Regions from separate parts of the Sus scrofa genome. Here region 1 is linked to region 2. Evidence: chromatin contacts called from public HiChIP or PLAC-seq data. All regions are on one chromosome and are shown on one strand. The core of a region is the stretch at or near the end of the contact, and the rest is flanking DNA. Distances in the headings are between cores, read along the strand shown.

Region 1 (4,391 bases), core at 844-3,343, 150 kb after region 2:
AAGTATAGCAGGAGGGGGAGCAGTGTGATGGAATTGTTTTGTACCTTGACCAGTGGTGATCACACAAATCTAAACATGGTAAAGTTGCCTGGAGATAAATACATAATGAGTACGTGTAAAACTGGTGAAATCTTGAGGACCAGTGAATTATGTCAATGTCAATTTCCTGGATTGATTTGCAAGATTTTATCATTGGAAGAAACTAGGTGACGAGTGTGTGGGATCTCCATATTTGTGACTTTACAATTATCCAAGACAAAAATAGCTTTTTTAAAAAATAGAATTATAGTTGATTTACAAAGTTGTATTAGTACAGCAAAGTGATTCATTTATATATATTTATATTTTTCAAATTCTTTTACATTATAGTTTATTACAGGATATTGAATATAGTTCCCTGTGTTATACAGTAGGACTTTGTCTTTTATCTGTTTCATATACGGTAGTTTGTATCTGATAATCCCAAACTCCTAAGTTATTCCCCCCCACCTTTCCTCTTTGGTAATGATAAATTTGTTTTCTATGTCTGTAGGTCTATTTCTGTTTTGTAAAATATGATACAAATTCATTTGTATCATATTTTAGATCCCACGTATAAGTGATATGATATCTATGTCTTTTCAAAACAAATTGCTTTAATAAAATGAATGTACAGGATTTGAGGAGGACATGGCCCTTGGGATGTATTTTGGGTTTTCAAAGAATTTATTTTATTTATTTTTTGGCTGTGCCCTGCAGAGCACAAAAGTTCCCAGGCCAGGACGTAACCGTGCCACAACAGTGGCAATGCTGGATCCTTAACCCAATGAGCCACCAGAGAACTCCTCAAATAATTTATTTTTTGCTCCATAATTCCAAAAAGAAGAAATAAATCTCAAAATAACTGTATTCTAGATAGATGAGGCTCTACTTGTGTTCTATCTCATCTCTAATTGAGATGAGCCTGTCAGTAAGGTCAGGTTGTCAGACCTTTGTTTTTCTTTGTCCTTTGTCTTTTAAGGGCCACACCTGCGGCACTTGAAGGTTCCAAGGCTAGGGGTCAAATAGGAGCTGTAGCCGCCATTCTATGCCACAGCCACAGCAACGCTGGATCTGAGCTGCCTCTGTGACCTACACCTCGCTCACGCTACGCAGGATCCTTAACCCGCTGAGCTCGGCCAGGGATTGAATCTGCATCCTCATGGTTACTAGTCGGATTCGTTAACCACTGAGCCACGAAGGGAACTCCTGTCAGAGCTTTTTTGTATTTGCAATATTTTGCTTAACGCTTCAAAAAAATTTTTATTAATAATTGGCCAGAAAACCCTTTGTGTGCTTGCGCATGTGTGTAGGGGGGCGGGGCAGGGATATAGAAACTTAAATGGACAAAACCACTGGTACTATGGCCGGTTGTAGCTGTAACAAGAGACAGGTAAAATCCTTTGAAATAGTGACTGTTAATCTCCCTTTACGCATAAAAAATTTCTAATCTAGGTTATATTAAAGGATCATGAAAGGGACCGTTGCTAAATAAAGACCAGAACTCAGACTAGTGATACTTTGACATTCAAACAACTCCAGCCTAACTGCAGAGGCAGAGATTCACCCTACGTCAAGCTTTAAGAGCCGAAATGGATCTTCATATAATCCAGTGTCTCTTATTAGAAGAATTGAATTTATTTCTCAACTAGTATTTAGTTACTTTCCTAGTTTTTTAGTGGGTGAACTAGAAAAGGGCTTCCAGTTCTCAGTCTATCGTTTCCCACTGGGCCACACAGCCCTGGAAAACGTTTCCCCCCCTCTGTCAAAGCACTTCCTCTCCTTGGCTGTTTTAGTTCGTGGAAGAAAAAAAAAAAAAGTTTCTTAGTGGCGTTTAAATGATCTCAGTGCTTAATTTAAGCTTGCACATAAAACTTGATAAGTATGTGTTTCCAATTCCCTCTTCGGCCTAAAGGAACAGTCGCCAAGAGAAGAGGAAGAAACCTGCGGTTCCTTTGAGTTAGAAACACTTATAATGTCTTGCAGCGCGCAGGCGCAGGACGGAGAAGGCTTGTCCTCTCTGACTTGCCGTAGGGGCTAGGTGGCTGCAGCCTGGGTTGGTTCCTTACCCCTTTCCACGTCAGCGGAGGACTTTGCAGAGCTGCAGCTGCTTCTGGGGGTTGGAACCGGAGTAGACGCTCCCGCGGCTGCCCCAGCTGCTGCCCTCGGAGTCAGGTAGCGCCACAAGCCCCTAATCTCGGAGGCTCGTGCTAGAGTCGGAGGAACTGGCTCTAGTGGGAAGATTCGGAAGGGGAGCGACTAGGCCGCTAGCGTCCGGGCCTGGCGAAGTGGAACGCGGGGCCGGGAAGCTGTGGGCCGGACGCCCCATCCCGGCCTGCTTACTGACCGGAGGTTTTTCCCAGGCCCCGGGCCTCGCTGTTCCCGGCGGGGCTTGCTTAGCTGGAGGGAAGGGAGAGGAAAGGGGCGTGGGGGCGGGGGCAGAGCACTGATTGAGGGAGTCAAGTAGACAGAGTCGGGTCCCATGGATGAATGCCTTCAAGCGCTCTGTTTTAGCAGAGTATTCGTGCACGGGGTCTCTTGAGCAGTTCAGGTTGTGTGTTAGGTTTAAAAGTTACTTCTGTAACGTGATGTGGTGGGGCTGGAGGACTGTCACTGTATTGTGGGCTTTAATTCTCCAGTACAGCGTTCTAAACCTTGGGCGGGGTTGTGGGGTGGGAGGTAATATACCCAAGGCCAAGGCTGACAAGTGTGTATTTTTTGTTATATCAGGATTTATTTTTGAGACACAACAGAGATTGACTCCCCCCTTCTAAACTTCTGAAATAATAAGCCGTGCTGTATGAACTTTAGACAGAAAAGATCACAGTGGTTACTAGTTGTGTTTTGTGGAGGGTTTTTTGGTTTGTTTTTTTACTTGTAATGATATCCTTGTATTTTATTTTTCTAGATTTTTTTAGCATCTGTTATCTTAAAATTGAAGGTTGGTTATAACCGGAAATCATGACGGCTGCTGAGAACGTCTGCTATACGTTAATTAACGTGCCAATGGATTCAGAACCACCATCTGAAATTAGCTTAAAAAATGATCTAGGTAAACTTTGATAATATTTTGAAAATGAAATATAAAACATGCAGATAAGCTCATTTGGTTTTTAAGTTTCTTTATTTAGAAATGCTTGATTTTTGTCTACTTTTTTTTTCCTAGGATCTTTTCAGTAGAACTTTGTCCTATTAAAAATGAAAATTTGTTACCTTTAGAGTTGCAGTATTTGTTTTTGGAAATGAAACAACAGCTCAGTTTAGCTTATAACATAGTGAGGTGGGACTAAAGATATATAATGGTTTAGTTTTTAGATAATCTTCAGAATAACATAATGGTTTGTGTAGTTTAATATGTTTAAATGTAGCAATAATTCTCTGTAGGTAACAGGTTGAGAATGTATTTGTTTTAGTTCCTTTGTACACTTCGCTTCATATTGCTTAACTCGTAAAATCAAAACTTTGTTTTTTGGGTTCACCACCTGTTGAACAAATGAAGTCAACACGGAATACACATATATTTTCCAGAAAGATTTAAGCTTTTTATTTTTAAAGCATTTATGCTAAGAAGAAAACAAAAACTTATGTTTAAAACTGTATGCTGTGTCTCCTTTTTATGAGCAATTCTGTCAGAAAACTTTTTTAAGTAATGCACATTCCAAAAATCATGATTCTTATTTAATTGAAATACTAAAAATAAGTTACTGAAACTGACAACTACTGTGTAAAAGAGACTAGAGGGGAAATTATGCTTCAAATTTTGAGCATATTTTTTAGAAGATAGTTTATAGTTTAAAAGGAGACAGTATTTTACTTGCATATTCCCACCTTTTTTATCAATCATCAGTAACAGAATAGCTCTTGATTTTAGGTTACTTAATATTAGGTTTCAATTGAGGTCTATTTTAGAGAAGGAAAAAAACCTTTTTCATTTAGATTGATAGCCTTAGTTTACAAAAGCCACATGTACTGTATTTACTTTTTTTTCATAATCATGTAAGCTAGTAGAATGAAATGCAAATTAATAAACTTTCATTACTATTTTTTTCCTTATAATTTAAAGGTTTTCTTTTCTTTTTTTTGGTCTTTTTGCCTTTTCTAGGGCCGCTTCCACGGCATATGGAGGTTCCAGGCTAGGGGTCTGATCAGAGCTGTAGCTGCCAGCCTACACCAGAGCCATAGCAACACGGAATCTGAGCTGCATCTGCGGCCTACACCACAGCTCATGGCAACAACAGATCCTTAACCCTCTGAGCAAGGCCAGGGATCGAACTTGCAACCTCATGGTTTCTAGTCGGATTCGTTGACCACTGAGCCACGACGGGAACTCCTAAAAGTTTTCATTTTTAAATCCCTAAAGTACTTAAGCCTCT
Region 2 (4,159 bases), core at 1,094-3,593:
CCTTTTAGTTGTTTAGCAGACAGCACTGAAAACTGGAACACCTAGTTTCAAATTCCAGCACTGCCACTTACTAGATGTGTGACGCTGGGTAATATCTATAAGCCTCAATATTTGTTCATCTCTAACTTGAGGTTAATGTCATCTGTCATAGAGGGTCCTTGTAAGGATTTAAGACATTGTAAGTATTTTGCATTTAGTAAGTGCTCAGTGAATAGAACTATAGTTAGTGAGTTTCTCCCCAAGGTAGAACAGGTAAGATTTCCCAAGGCTACATAAAGACAGAAACTCTCCCCCTAATGATGATGATTTCAATTCCTTTACAAAACAAAACCATGTAAAAACCTACAGGAAAAGAAATTGTAAATGCTTTTGGCATATTTCCAAACATTACTAAGTTTAAAGGTTAAATTGTTACAACACCCTCCTACTTATGCAACAAACACGACCCTGAGTTAGTCTGTAAAAGATTTTATTAGCCTGTACTTCTGAAAAATGCAGCGGGGGGGGGTCTTAAAATTATTCCGAGTCTTTTCATCTAAATTAACAAATCTCCGTTCCCAAACTCACCACTGTTCCTTTTATTGTAAGATCTCAGACTTGTCCTCTTAATTATCCAGAATAATTAAACCACACTGATTAAAATGCACATGTATATATATTCACTCATTCTAATGACTGCATGTTATCTTCGGCGAGACATCATCATTATAACAGCAACAGATAAATGGCTTCACAAAGATACACATCAGACTCTGCCAAAGTGGGAGTAGTCAATCTATTAAAGTTCAAAATAATTCATTTCATTCTGAGAATGCGTCCAATGCATAGCAAACTCTTTAAAAAGTGCAATATGCCTAGTCTGCTACTTCATTTCTATTCAAAGATAAAAGGTACTTTTGCCTTTTAAAAAAGCTTCTTGTATTTCAGGAACTTTTTCCAGAACAAAACTTTTCTTTTTTTCACCCTGGAAGTTAACATGCTTTCAAACACGCTAATTCAACTCGGGAACTGAAGCGATAAAACCGCCCTCCCTTCCTTACCAAACCTTGCTTTCTGGTAACATACCTGTTCTCTCGAAACGCAAGGCAACGAAGGTCTCCTAAACATTTTGCAACTTCCATAGTAACTGGCTGAAGTTTCTCCGAACGACACGCAGCTGGACCTCCTCCGGGGTCTGATCACAGGCACTTTTTCTTCGGCGGTACTGGACAACCGAGGATGATGGGGAGCTTCCCTGATTTGAAAGAAGTGATCCAGCCCCAGGGCCAGCAGGCAGCCGACGCTCCCCACCAGGCAGGACAGCAGCGGCCGGACGGCTGGGGTCAGCGCCCCGAGGCTGGTGAAGGACACCCACCAGACGAAGCTGGAGAGGAGCAGCACCAGGATGCTGTGCTGGAGCCTCGCCGGGTGCACGAGTGTCAGCAAGCCCACGCAGCTCAGCACCAAGAACCACCTGCCTGCCACCGCTGCGGGCGTGTGCGGGGCCGGGGTCCCAGCGTCTCCGTCCCCCCAAGGCCAAGACCCCCACTGCTCCACCAAGAAGTCCCCCAGGTAACAGCAGCCAGGCAGCGCCAGCAGCCACCAGGAGCCGCCGCCGCTCCGGCCCGGGCCGGGGCCCCGCTTGGTCCGCGTCAGGAAGCAGGTGAGGAAGAAGAAGGCACAGGCGATGCTGAAGAGGGGGCTGAGGCTGTGCGAACAAACGCTTAACAGGGTCCGCAGCCGGGCGGCCCCAGCAGCCCAGCTCTCGGGCCCCGAGCCGAACAGCAGGGCGAGGACAAAGGCGGCCAGGGCGCCCAGCGCGAGGCGCGCCGGGGAGAAGGGGGAGCCGCGCCGCGGCTGCTGGGGGGAGGCCCGCGGCGGCAGCAGCAGCTCCACGTTGCAGAAGCGGCAGAGGTGGAAGAAGAAGCCGCGCGGAGGGTCCTGCCGCAGGGGGCTCACGCAGCCCTTCACGTAGCCGTTCCTCAGGCTCTCAGGGGGAGAGCCGGCCCCGTCCGGCGGCTGTGGATACCGCATGGCTTTGGCGTCTCGCTCGTCCCTCCTCATGGCCCGGACCCGGAGTGGCAGCAGGGGCTCGGCACGCCCCGCTCAGACAGCAGCAGCGGCTCGCGCTCGGGGCGCCCCCCGGCTCGGCAGCGCGTCAGGGCTGCGCCCGCCGCCTCGGCCCAGGGTCCCCGCCGCGCGGCCGGGGAAGCGGCGGGGTCCGCGACATGCTGGCTGAGCAGAGGGGCGGAAGGGGCTTTGCTCCCGGACCGCTGCGGCAGGACCCTCTCCTTTTGCCTCGGACACTTCTCGACACTAGAGCCTCGGTGTCGCCTCCCAGCTCCCGCGGGCTGCAACAGTTACCTCACGGCCCCAGCCTGGTCCGTTGGGCGCGCGAGCGGCGGGCGGGCGCTCCTCCCCCGCCGCTGCCCCGGCCGGGCGCGCGCCCGGCCCGCCGCCCGCGCGCGCTCGCGCCCTGTCCAGTCCAGCAGCCACCGGCACCGCCTCTTGTTCTCGTAGCTGCTGGTCTCGACGTGAGCCGGGGACCCCTGCCCACTAATAGTGCGGGGACTGGAGAGAGCGCGGCTAGGGCTGTCGGAAGACTGGCCGGGGCTGGGAGAGACAGGCGGAGTCCTTTTCGGATAGAAGAGGGCGCGCCCGCCATCCTGGGACCCCAGGCGCGCAGGTTCCCTTTGGGGTAAGTCACAGACTTCAGCCAAGCTCCGACAGGTCACTACCGGGAGCTTGGGTTAAGAGGGCGTTTATGGCCCCCAAGGGGATTGCCTAGTAGAGAAACTGAGTTGAAGAGGCGGCGGGTCCTACCTCTACCCTCATTTCAGTTTAGGGTGGGTCATTGGACTGTCCAAGCGTGCTGTGACCCGGTAAGGGTCAGCCACCACCAAGGTCATGGCGAACAAGCTCATTGTGGCTAGATCTGTCCCTCAGCAGCAACGTGGACTCTTGGGCCACGCTGCAGACCCTTGCAACGGTTTTTAAGGAGAAGCATGCACCTGGAGCGCTCTCTGGAAGCATCCTAGTAGATATTATGGAGTTTGTCTTTCTCAAGAACCATCTTCATGGGAGAGGAACTACTGTTCCATCTTAGCACTCCCTGCCCAAACATACCCTCTGTTCACATCTGTATCCCTACCCCCAACATGCCTAGAAAATCTGTTGGAAAGTTCTTTCCACGTAGAAGGCTTTTTCACTGTAATTGCGTGTTGGGGTGGGGGGTTGCAGGGGCGATTGAAGGATTAGGAGTTCTCACCAAGACCATTGCCTAGTTTATATCAGTTGGCCATGAAAGGAGCTAAATAGGATGCTATCTGTGAATTACTAGTGAAACTAACTGCACGTAGGAAACACTGACTTGAAAGCGGGAAGAACTTTGCTGTACCAAAGGGACTGCTCTGGAATTTCACCAATCATAACTGCCTTAGAGAGTGAACTGTGTTTCCCTCCACCGAAAGTCTCCCTTCAACCTCATGACAGCCCTGCATTTCTCAGAGAGCTAATTCCACATTTTTCCAGGGAGATGTGAAACCTTACTGTGTGGTAAATCCCACAAACAGGCCCATTTTTCACCAATTAATCTCTGCCCACAGCCATGACCTAGAACAGACTATTTTCATATATGGTCATAGTTCACATACATAGCATAAATCACAGAGAAATTAGCACAAGTGTTTGACCAAAATGAGAAAAGACCAGAGTTCCTTTTCCTTGTTTGCCTCTCGGATAAGGGGAAAAAATATTTAATAAAGGCTTCAAATTGATTACTGAGATGCTTTGCCCTAAAAGATAAAAATTCATGGGTTTTTTTTTCCACCACAACAATTGAATTTTTTTTAAAAAAATCTCATTTCAACAGAACTCAGCAAATACATTTTTAAGTATATTGAAAATAAACAGAAGCATCACTACCAGTCAGAGATTAAAATAGGAAACTTAAGGATACATTTTGAGTAGGGCATGACAAACTAGTATCAGCATCACTGAAGTGCAACATTACAAATTCTTGTAAAAAATAATTGTTTTGAAAATTAGAACAAATTCAGATTAAAGTTGTAATAAAGTAGTTGGAGTTCCAGCTGTGGCCCACAATGGGATAGAGAGTGTCTCTACAGCGCTGGGACACAGGTTCTGTCATGGGCCAGCACAGTGGGTTAATGATCCGGCG

The links. HiChIP or PLAC-seq counts read pairs in DNA pulled down with a chosen protein or histone mark.
Region 1: an H3K27ac HiChIP or PLAC-seq map of alveolar macrophages shows a contact between it and region 2. The contact joins the promoter of COPB1 here to the promoter of PDE3B in region 2. A contact is called at or near these places in 1 of 47 Hi-C or Micro-C datasets (liver) and 1 of 2 datasets of contacts at active chromatin or transcription factors (alveolar macrophages).

What each region holds. Positions count from the first base shown.
Region 1 is chr2:44,758,979-44,763,369 of Sscrofa11.1, forward strand. COPB1 (coatomer protein complex subunit beta 1) reads left to right here and starts at 2,094. Exons shown (of 22, transcript NM_001172366.1): 1 at 2,094-2,193; 2 at 2,927-3,070. The coding sequence starts at 2,980.
Region 2 is chr2:44,611,732-44,615,890 of Sscrofa11.1, forward strand. PDE3B (cGMP-inhibited 3',5'-cyclic phosphodiesterase B) reads right to left here and starts at 2,344. Exons shown (of 17, transcript XM_021083299.1): 1 at 1,066-2,344. The coding sequence starts at 2,043.